Linked DNA regions of Mus musculus: region 2 is linked to region 1. A link is a contact called in public promoter capture Hi-C data. All regions are on one chromosome and are shown on one strand. Each heading gives the region's core, a stretch centred on a gene start, on an enhancer-like site or on the middle of the called end of the contact. The rest is flanking DNA. Distances are from core to core; before and after follow the strand shown. Region 1 holds the start of Sucnr1 (succinate receptor 1). Region 2 overlaps Med12l (mediator complex subunit 12-like).

What was found. Promoter capture Hi-C pulls out the DNA fragments that hold promoters and counts their contacts.
Region 2: a contact with region 1 is called in a promoter capture Hi-C map of pre-B cells. The contact joins the enhancer-like site here to the promoter of Sucnr1 in region 1. A contact is called at or near these places in 8 of 39 promoter capture datasets (HPC-7-derived erythroid cells, cranial neural crest, frontonasal cranial neural crest and 5 more), 1 of 15 datasets of contacts at CTCF or cohesin (large pre-B cells), 2 of 484 Hi-C or Micro-C datasets (cochlea and granulocyte-monocyte progenitors), 2 of 115 datasets of contacts at active chromatin or transcription factors (bone marrow-derived dendritic cells and large pre-B cells) and 2 of 9 other capture datasets (adipose tissue and embryonic stem cells).

Annotation. Positions count from the first base shown.
Region 1 is chr3:60,078,899-60,084,184 of GRCm38.p6, reverse strand. It overlaps Sucnr1 (succinate receptor 1), which reads right to left and starts at 2,316. Exons shown (of 2, transcript NM_032400.2): 1 at 2,257-2,316. The coding sequence starts at 2,259.
Region 2 is chr3:59,078,476-59,083,761 of GRCm38.p6, reverse strand. It overlaps Med12l (mediator complex subunit 12-like), which reads right to left. Exons shown (of 44, transcript NM_177855.3): 11 at 678-809. Among named protein-coding and RNA genes, the nearest start is that of Gpr171, 21 kb to the left of the region's middle. Within about 2 kb of position 2,676, at least 80 of the 459 cell types and tissues checked have an H3K27ac peak or open chromatin away from gene starts, as enhancers often do. A contact at or near this core is called in granulocyte-monocyte progenitors, pre-B cells and stem cell-derived epiblast-like cells, where this site is marked.

The sequences.
Region 1 (5,286 bases), core at 1,067-3,566:
GACTCTTGCTTTAAAAACAAACAAACACACAAACACCACCAGGACAAAACACTTTAAACATGTCCTTTTTAGGTTGACTATGTGGTACTGGGTAAATAGTTATTGTGTGCTTCTCTGGGAGAGACTATTTCTCCCACTCTCAGCATTCCATAGTTGACTGTGATTCTTTGTTTAGGGTTGAGACCTCGTGGTCCATTCCCTGTCTTCTCTAGCATGGCTATTGTTACTGCCCTTGTTCAGACCAGTTTAGGAAGTCATGTTGGTGAAATTTTATGGATGTAGCTTCTGACATGACGAGGAGACACAGTTTCTCAGGAGACACCCAGCTCTTACAAGCTTTCTGCCCTCTTCTACACAGTGTTCCCTGAGCCTTAGGTGTGGAAGTTGTTTTGTAAATAATATTACACCAAATTAGGAGGTTGTGTTTATAAATATATGTGTTCATATATGCCTGTAAGAACAAGTAATGCAAAAAGAGGCCATACATTAAAAAGTGACCAAGGAAGGGTATATAGGAGAATCGAGAGAGAGGGAAAAAAAAGAAGGGGAAAATAATGTAATTATAATATAATCGTAAAAGTACAAGAAGTAATTAAACAAACAAAAACAAAAGGTGTGTGGATGAAATACATATTAATTATAAAGTACAGTGTGGGTACAAATAACAAAAAATCAGGGAAAAATGTTTAAATCAATTAATCCTATTATTTTTATGCTTTAATATTGCTGAAATTTGTTTGTTAAAATGAGATTTTGCTTTTCATGACGTCTTATAATCTATTCATTTAATATGTTTTCAACTTGGTTTATTTTTAAATCCCTTTTCATATCCAAACATTATCAGATTATGGTTTTATAGTGTTAGGCTCTCCAATACTTATAGGCTTATAGGCTGATTCAACTTCATAAGGACACACTTTGAGAATATTGTATTCCAAATTCAGGTATATATATACATATATATATATATTCAGGTATATATACATATATATATATATATATATATATATATATATATATATATATACACACATACATACATACCTCCGGGTGTCTTTTGTTATGGTATAATTATGCAAATTAGGGAAGTAAGGTGTGCTCCTTTAGGCAAAACTCTGAATTCAAGGGGGGCATGTCCTCTGAACCATCACTAGCCTATACTTTTCAGGAGCTGTCCTCTTCATAGGCAACAGACATGGCGACAACATGTAGTGGCTTACTGAGGTGAACCATTAACCGAGAACTTTCTTTAAAAAACACATTAGTAACTAAAAGGAAATCATTATTAGCTTCTAGCCCACAGTCACAGAGTCTGTTAGAATTAATAAGCTACATATAAACTGAATACACCCACATGAGAAAATTGCTACTACTCATTCTTAATTTGGAATGATGAAAATTCCTTATAAAATTAGTTCTCTAAACATAAAAATAATGCATGTTTTTACCAGAAATTAAGAAAAAATACATTAATGAAAAACCTGGTAATCCAATACAAACTCTGTTCCTATATCCTGGACCATTGCACAGAGCCTAACAAAAAATAAAAATTTTAACTGTCACTGGAAAGTAAAGTATGAAGATATTCCAACAAGTTTCTCTCATTAGTAAACAATTTAAATAAACTGTGTTTGAGTGTATATAAATATAAGTATTTGGTTCTGGTTAATTACGTCACTTTTATGTATTCCACAAGTTACACCCAAACATCAAACATTACAGTATGTATCAAGTTGCATTTTTCATTAATAAGTTAGAGAATAGATTATATAGTTTGGGGAGTAGAATAACAATCACTCTGCAGTTTACCAGTTCCTTTAGTAAATCTTATTCTTAAATCATCACATTTTGCCAAATATAGATGCAAATTTTAAATTTTGGAATGATTTAAAATTTACTCTACTATAAGTTCTTTAATTTACATGGTTAAATTTTTCATGACGCAAGTTATTTTCCCTTTCTCTAAATAATTTCACTTTTTCAAATAATTGTAATTATCTTTGTTGCGACATTATCAAATACAATGAGCCCTTTAAAGCAAAACACACTACATTTTTGTCTATTAAATCAATGCATTTAGAGCCACATGAAATAGATGTGAAAGTCAGATATGTTTGCCTTTGGCTGCTTCACATCTACTGAAGAACAGTTCCCTAGGCAGCATTTAGCTCACAGAACCCTTCCAAAGGAAGCCCTAAGCAGAAAGCTTGGTCTTCTTTGGTGTGACCGAGAGACATGAGCTGCAGTGTCCCTTACCATTCTGCTGTCGGCTTCTGTCTCGACAGAAAACTCTGCCAGGAGCTGGAGACAGCTTCTGACCCAGTGCTGTGTTGCTGGACATGACCAGTGCAGTCTGATTTGCATATTATGCAGCCAAGATTAATAATTCAAAAGGCAGGGATAATTTATTCAGAAAAACCTCCAAGTCATTCAGAGGAACTCCTGAAAAGCCGAAGGCACACAACAGATGAGTCATTTTGTAGAGAGTAGTTTTAACAAAGACATTTGAGGACAAGCTAATTTAAATTTAGTTGATACACTCCCAAAACAACATAGAAGCATTCTATCTTCCCATGTGTATGTGCATGGAACTGTGTACGCACATTTAGGTAATGAGAACAGCAAACATTTTATGGTTAATATATATAGTTGAACTCATTTTTCATTGTTTTACACATTTCTTTGGTGACTTCTATACTAAGCATACAATAATTAAACTGCTTCATAGAAATCCTGAGGGAACTATGACATGAGTACTTGGACGGCAGTCTGAATTTGAGCCTTGTCAGTGTGCTGCTGAAAGGCTGTTAGAACTTTAGATAGTATCCGTTTTATTTTCTGTGATTAAATTCAGGAAACATAAAGAAGTACATCAGATGGCTAGGGATTAAGGAGAGAGGCATTATCTTAGATGACAAGCTCAAGAGATAGTAGTAGACTTTCCCCAGTCAGTGCTCTGAACAGCATCCAGAAGACTGATTATTCCAGATAAGAAACAAACCTGGCCTTTTCTCAAGGCTACATCAGTTTTTTATTCAAGCAAAAATCTGGATTGGTTGACCTGAAGGGTGGGGATAACACTGAGGATGTATGTACATGGTAGCGACTAAGATACAATCACAGGCATTTTCTACTTGTAGAGGAAAAGAGGCTAGAGAGTACTTTGGGGTACAGTCTTCAGAAAGAGAGGAGAGTAGCCAGTTGTGGTTCATGGACCTCTCCAAGGTATAGAGTGGCCAGTTGTAGTTCATAGACCTCTACAATGTAAAAAGGAAAGTTCTGACCACCACCATGGCAGGAGGGGCTGGAGATGGTGATTCCCTCTTTGTGGGTACCTGGAGTTCCCCAGAGTTTCCTCTTTCTTGTCTCTACTTCCTGATGGCCAAAAATGTGGTCGGTACTTCTCTTTTTCCCCCCCACAGGACTGCAAGCTGATAGTTTGGGCTTCCTGCCAAGAGCCACACTTCCCCAGGACCCCTCCACTGGTACCAGGGCAGATACAGTAAATAGACTGCTGTTCCTTTCATACCGTGACACCTTATTCAGGGTTACAGAGCAGAGGTACGGAGAATCTGTCCAGCAGGACGAGTGTCACTGTCACACTTCCAGGCCCCCTCACAGGCCCAAATATAAGCTCTGCATTCTTGATGGAACACTGTATGGTCACATTCCTGTTCTAAATTTGTATTAACTTTATAACAAGGGACCAAACATTTCCCTTGTGCTGGATTTGCAAATTATGTTGTCACTTCTGCCAGAGAGAGCACACATCTCTCAGGAAGTGATTTCTGTTCAGCCTATAATATTTCAGTGGGCAGAGCTTCTGACTTTGTTTTCTTTGTTGATAGAAACAATGTAACACATTGGATCTCATCAAATTTTCAATTCTCTTAACTGTAAAGTAGGGATACTTGTGACAATCCCAGGAAATACATATATCTACATAGAAGTCTGTGTATTATACTATACACTGGGGATTAGTCATAACAAGCTGTTGGCTAATATAATATGTCATACTTGCTTGCTAAAGATTAATTATTACAGACATTTTCAATAAATTAAACTTCCTTCCATATGAGTACTTCAATTTAATGCTGTTAGTTTCGGCACAGGAATACAAATTAAAATAATCTTACAAAAAGCAGCACGGTAAAAAAAAAAAAAGGTCATTGAATCCTTGTCCTGAATTTGCATTTTACTAGCTGTGTGATCTGTGAAACAAACTTGCCTAAGCCGATTTCCTTGTTCAGAGGGGCCCAGTGACTCTACTCCACAAAGTTCCTGACATTCACAGTCCAATGTAAAATAATATATGAAAGTCCAGCGAGCAGGGTGTGCAAGAGAAGTTTGTGTAAAATCAGATCCACTCAGCAGGAAACTCAAGAGAAAAACACAGAGGAGGGAGCACAAATGGCAGTTCAATGCAATGCAATGCTTCCCAGTGTCTACTGTGGTCCTTAGGGACTTCACTCTAAGTACAGGCATACATCAGCTTAGTTGAGTTACATGATTGTGGCTCAGAGCAAACTGTCAGTACCTTAATTTTCAGCTAAAGAAACTGAGGCCCAACAAAACTTACATACATTGCACACATTGCACAACTGATTAAGGACTGTGCCAGAATTTTGGGCCTCTTCTCTTCAACATGATTTGGCTTTATTTGCCTCTCATAGAAAAGAAGAACCTGCTAGGGCAAATTGTAAAATTGGTACCACTGAATACTTTTTACCATGAATATAGCAATTTCATGTAATTTTTCTCTAATCAAGTAAAATTTAGAATATATTAAGGTTAGCAATGGTTTACAAGATTTATTATTTATCAAAATTAATGATTAGGTTTCTACAAAACAGAACACTTTACATAAACAAGAGTCAAAGATAAAACACTGAAGTGTTTATGGGAAGGCCCTATTAGCAGGGCCTCTGGGCATGCTTACAAGATGCATTCTTTTATTACAAAAACAGTTTGTGAGGACAAGCAGCTGGCCTAAGGGTCACACTAATTTTTACTGAATCACAAGCCAGGAAATGGGAGGACAATCATTCATACCAAGAAATATCTTAAATTCTTAAGGGGAAATAGTCACAGCAAACACAAAAGGGTTGAATCAAGCTAAGGACACAAAGGACTCCAAGGAAGTTCCTCTCACACAACACAGGGAATAGAGTAGAAGTTCATGTGGATTGTGACTATACTCTTTCAGTTTCCCGACACCAAACCAGCACTACTAGATGAGTTTACATTACCATGAAATGCAGTCTATTCATAATTCAGTCTGAGCCC
Region 2 (5,286 bases), core at 1,427-3,926, 1.0 Mb after region 1:
CCCTGGGGCCACTAGGCTAATGTTTATATTAAGAAAATTCACTTTAAGATGGGGGTGGGGGCACACTCCTTTAACTCCAGCACTTTAGGGAGGTAGAGGTAGGTAGAGAACTCTGAGGCTGAGGCCAGCCTGGTCTACAAAGCAAGTTCCTGGGCAGCCAGGGCGACATAAAGAAGCCCAATCTTAAAAAACAAAAAACAGCAAAGAAAGAAGGTTCACTTAGAAAATTCCCCTTCAACAGTAGCTAACATTGACAAATATTGGCTATGGGTTTTTGGGGCTTTAATGATTCTATCTAGAACTAAATCATAATCCCAAAATGATAATTCAAATTGATATCTACAATCTCATAATCCTGTCTCTAGAAAATAGAGTCTACTAATTCATGAGGTGGCTTCAAAATGTCAGAAAATTGGTTTACACTATATACAAGTTTACATACATTTATTGCTGTTTTATGAATCTCTGTCTCACAAAGTTGGGTTTCTTTTTTCTTATCTAAATGTTAAATCCATGTCTACTTAGATCCTACTATGAGTCTTAAGAAGACTATATGTCCTTTGCACACCTTTCTCAAGACAAAGAAAGCTAATGGAATAAAGGTAAAGAGGAAGATATCTCTTCTCACCACAGCATATTTAACTATGTCATGCATAAAAGAAGAAAAACAGACCCACCTCTGCCTCAATCTCCGCTTGCCTTTTCTCCAAGAGTTTCGCCACAGCCATGGCCCTGTGCTTACCAGACCTTTTGCAGCTTACAGCCCATTCACATAACAATGTCACCACAGCTTCATCATTGGGGGCAACCTAATGACCAAGAGAAATGTACCAACAATATCACGTTAATGCAAGCAAAGGACTGCCTAATCCTTAAAGCTTTGTTCCCAAGTTTTACTAGCAGAGTGCTTTCAAATCACTTTAACTCAAGCAGGGGAGGAAAACACTCAAAATACAGCTGAATGTGAAACAATTCCAAGAGAACTAGAGTTTCCTTAAAGATAATGACCACTGGGGGCTAGAGAGATGGCTCAGCGGTTAAGAGCACTGACTGCTCTTCCAGAGGTCCTGAGTTCAATTCCTAGCAACCACATGGTGGCACACAACCATCTGGTAATGGGATCTGATGCCCTCTTCTGGTGTGTCTGAAGACAGCGACAGTGTACTCACATACATTAAAGAAAGAAAGGAAGAAAGAAAGAAAGAAAGAAAGAAAGAAAGAAAGAAAGAAAGAAAGAGGGAGAAGGAAGGAAGGAAGGAGGGAGAGAGAGAGAGAAAGAGAGAGAGAGAGAGACCACTGAACTCCAATGACACTGAAATACTATTACAAAGGGCGCATACTCAACCCCACTGTTAGGTGGTTAGAATGTGGACTTCCCCCTCTTTCTCCCTTCTTCCCCCCTCTCTCTACCTTCCCCCTCCCCTCTTCTCCTTCTGCTCTCCATCAGCATACCACATACTCCCCTCCATGATTATTCATATCCACTATAGACCCAGAGACATCAGGCCCAGTAACCATGGGGTAAAACCTCTACAATATAATGATCCAAAATAAATCTTCCCTCAGTTAAGTATTCTGTCCCAGCAATGGAAAACTGACTGACATACTTGATGGTACCTCCTTGGCTTATACTTATATGGACTTGTTTTCCTTACATTAAGTAGCTATTGCTATTAAGTGCCTAGTTACATGAGAGGCACTATGAATACTTAATGCTGCACTAATAATGGGTTCACAACATCTTATGTCATCTAGCAATGACATGCCCTTTTATAAATGTAAGCAAATTATCCACAGGTACCTCAAAGCCTGCTGATTTCACAGCTGAGGGGCTTCCTGTCAGCCATGCCCCTGCCTCCACTTGCAAATACCTTCCTCTCTTGTCTGACTGTACACCAACTGTAATACACCTTTCATGAATCCGTGAACCCCTCTCCTTCAAGACAAATCCTAGTGGTATATCCTCCTCCCTGTCACCATACCAGCAGCCTTTCAGTGAGCTCAGAAGCCCAAAGTAAGAAAACACACCCACATCCTTGGAATGATGTGGCAGGCATGAGGCCAGGGACTAAGGATGTGATGGAAGGCATAAGGCACAGCCCCTGACATCACAGAGCAGGCGTCTGAGAAAGGTAACTGTGCCCAAGCACAGCCAAGAAAGAAACAAAGCCCTCCTATTTCTGGTGACAGTAATCAAGCACAATGCCTAAACCGGGTGGACTCAGGTAAGTACAGGACATGCTGAACTTGAGACTTCTGTTACCTAAGAACTCTAAACTTTGAGCACAAACTGGTATGAAACCATCATAAACAAGCACTATGTAGGTTTTGCGGTTGGAGTTTCATGGTGATACTAGGAGCAGAGACTGAGAAAACGACCCATGCTGTGCTGTCCTGAAGCACTCTGCTCTGGCTGGGGCATCTGGCCTGGCTGTTTCATTACTTGGAAAGAAGTCTGTTCACAGGGGCCCCAGAAAGAGAATTGAAAAGCAGCTTTTCCTGCCTGCCACCCTTGGGTCTTCCCTCTTCTCCACGTTCCTGAAGCGCCCAAACGTGCAGTGCAGCCTCTGCTCTCACACCAGGCAGGATCAAAAGCAGAGAGGCCAAGAGGAAGGAAGTGGTCCAAGAGCTCTGCAAAGCTGTGGGGCCCTCCCCACCTGGCGGCCTGGAGATGAGGTCACCAGTAACTGCCTAGTCAGTACCGGGAAGCTGAGGGCTCCGTGGTTCACTCCCCTCAGGTGACTGCTGGGCCCAGAGGCCACTGTCAGACAGCCTCTGAGCTCTGAATTGAATGCGAGAATTTCTTCCTTTTATAAGACACAGAGTGGAAAAAATACTAAAACACAAGGTGCATTCCCTACCTTCTTTACAGCAGCACTCAAGTTGACACCGCCCCAGCAGGGAAAGAGTAAAAGCAGCTCACATTCCATGAGCTATTAGTGAAAGCGTGCCCCCAGCACGGGCAGGGTCAGCTCCTCTCACCACAGGCAGAGCCTGGTGTCAAATGTTCTCACCTGTACTCTACAATTTCTAACGGACTTTAGCTGACTATTGAAGCTGAGGCTGTACGCAAATCAGGACTCTCCACCTCCTACAAGGATGTGAAGGATCAGATTTCCCTCTTAGCCATTACAAAGCAGTCTGCAAGGACTACAGAGACAGGAGGGGCTGAGGTCCCCCCAGCTGGTATGAGAAAGAACACCCCTTGTAAAAGCAAACATCAAACCACCATGACTAGAGAGAGGTTGCTAACTTTATCTCCCACCACGCATGCAACATCAATCCTGGACAAATTATAGGACCCAAGAAAAAAAGGAGGTACATTTTAAAGATGGGAGATACATATCTGAGTCTTAACCAACCACTCAATATATCTCCATCTTACTAGAGAACAGGTACATAATGTTGGTTCTTCCAATAAAATATAAGCTATTTTATTACTGGCCACAGTAGCAATTTTTGGAACATACTTATTATGTTTTATAATCTCAATGGATATTCATGCTCAAGTGTTGTATAACTATGCGAAAACTCTGAGCACACAACTGTGAGTAACTTGCTCTAAGCCACACAGCTACCATCCAATATTTACATGTGAATTCCAGGAATAACAAGTAACTCAGTGCTCAGGAAAACAGTGGCTCCTGAGCCAGGCACGGTGGCACACGCCAGCAATCTCAGCACTAAGCAGGCAAGGCAGGAAGATTTGGAGTTCAGAAGTCTCCCTGAGCCACAGAGGACCTTATCTCCAAATAAGAAGGGAAAAAGAAAGGGAACAGAAAAAGAGGGGAGGAGAGGGGAAGGGGAGGGGAGGAGAGGGGAGGGGAGGGAAGGGGAGGGGAGGGGAGGTTGATTCTTTGGTTCAGTGGACAAGTAAAACCGTCTGTTATCATTATTTAAAATTGTAAATGGACAAGTAAAACTGTCACTTGCAAACTTATACATAAATACATGCCTTAATATAAATGCATATTAAAAACTAAAGCCACGTTTTAAAGATGTTAATGCTATAAACTTAACATTTTAAGTATTTAAACATTAATGTTTAAATATTTAATGTTACAGAAGGGGCCGTCCATACAGATATCCTCCCAGATTAAAAGTTAGGAAGCGTGAACTAAAAGTTAACAATACTGTCTTTGTTTTACTCAAAGGCACCACATTAACCACAAAGCCACTCACATCTCTTCCCAGAATGCAATCAATATTCAAATCACCATTAAACCTCTCTTGCATCCCCATCCAAACTGCTACATCATCCAGGACTTGGTCTAAAGCCCATACTGCCCTCTAGTGGCGAATACCATGACACATGCATAGCAGAGAATGCCTTCCTTAAGATGTGGCTCAAATTCTACCCTGCTTTCTCAGATCAAATACAGTCAGACAGGTAGCATTGGGGTCTGAGTACGAATATCCCCTACACCCTCACATTTTCCAATACCTGGTCTCCAACCAGTGGTAGTTGGGAAGGTTATGGGCCCTTTAAGATGTGGAACCTTGCTGGGGAAGTGTCACTGAAGGCAGACTGGGGTCTTATTACCTGGGCCCATTTCCTAGTCTCTCTACTTTCTGTGTGGGGATGAAACACCAAGACACTGCTTCCGAACTGACAGGCCAGCTTCACCCTCCTGCTGTCACATCCCCTGCCTATTATGAAAGGCAGTAGCCCGCCCCTCTGGCATGTAAGCCAAAATAATTTCTTCCCTAACTTCTTTTGATCAAGGTATTTTATTACAACAACGCAAAACTAATTCATATAGATAAACAGACAATATCATTTTAAGAGAAATTCTCAGTAAAACTAACTATACGACCACAATAATCATTTTTGTTCATTTTACAACAGAATAAGCTCGTTGGAATTTAACCTTGCAGAAGCTCATACGCCCAGTGGCTTGTTTCACGTGGCTGCTGCAAAGTCACTGGGCTTCTGAGAGCACAGGGAGATTTATTCTGAAGCACGGCAACGTCATCTCTATCCTTGACAAGGCAGCCTCCCTAACACTTACTTTTGAAATTGCCTGTGTGTAACTTGAGTTTCCCTTCACAGGGGTCGCATGCCAGATATCCTGCCTATCAGATATTTACGTTATGATTCGTAACAGCAGCAAAACTGCCGTCATGAGGTAGTAATGAGATAATTTTAGAGCTGGGGAATCGTCACAACATGAGGAACTGTCTTAAAGGGTCACAGCATTCGGAAGGTTGAGAACCACTGGAATAAGGCTTTAATTTTTTTTTTTCTGAGGATGTATTTATTTATAATTCACAGGCATGAGTAAG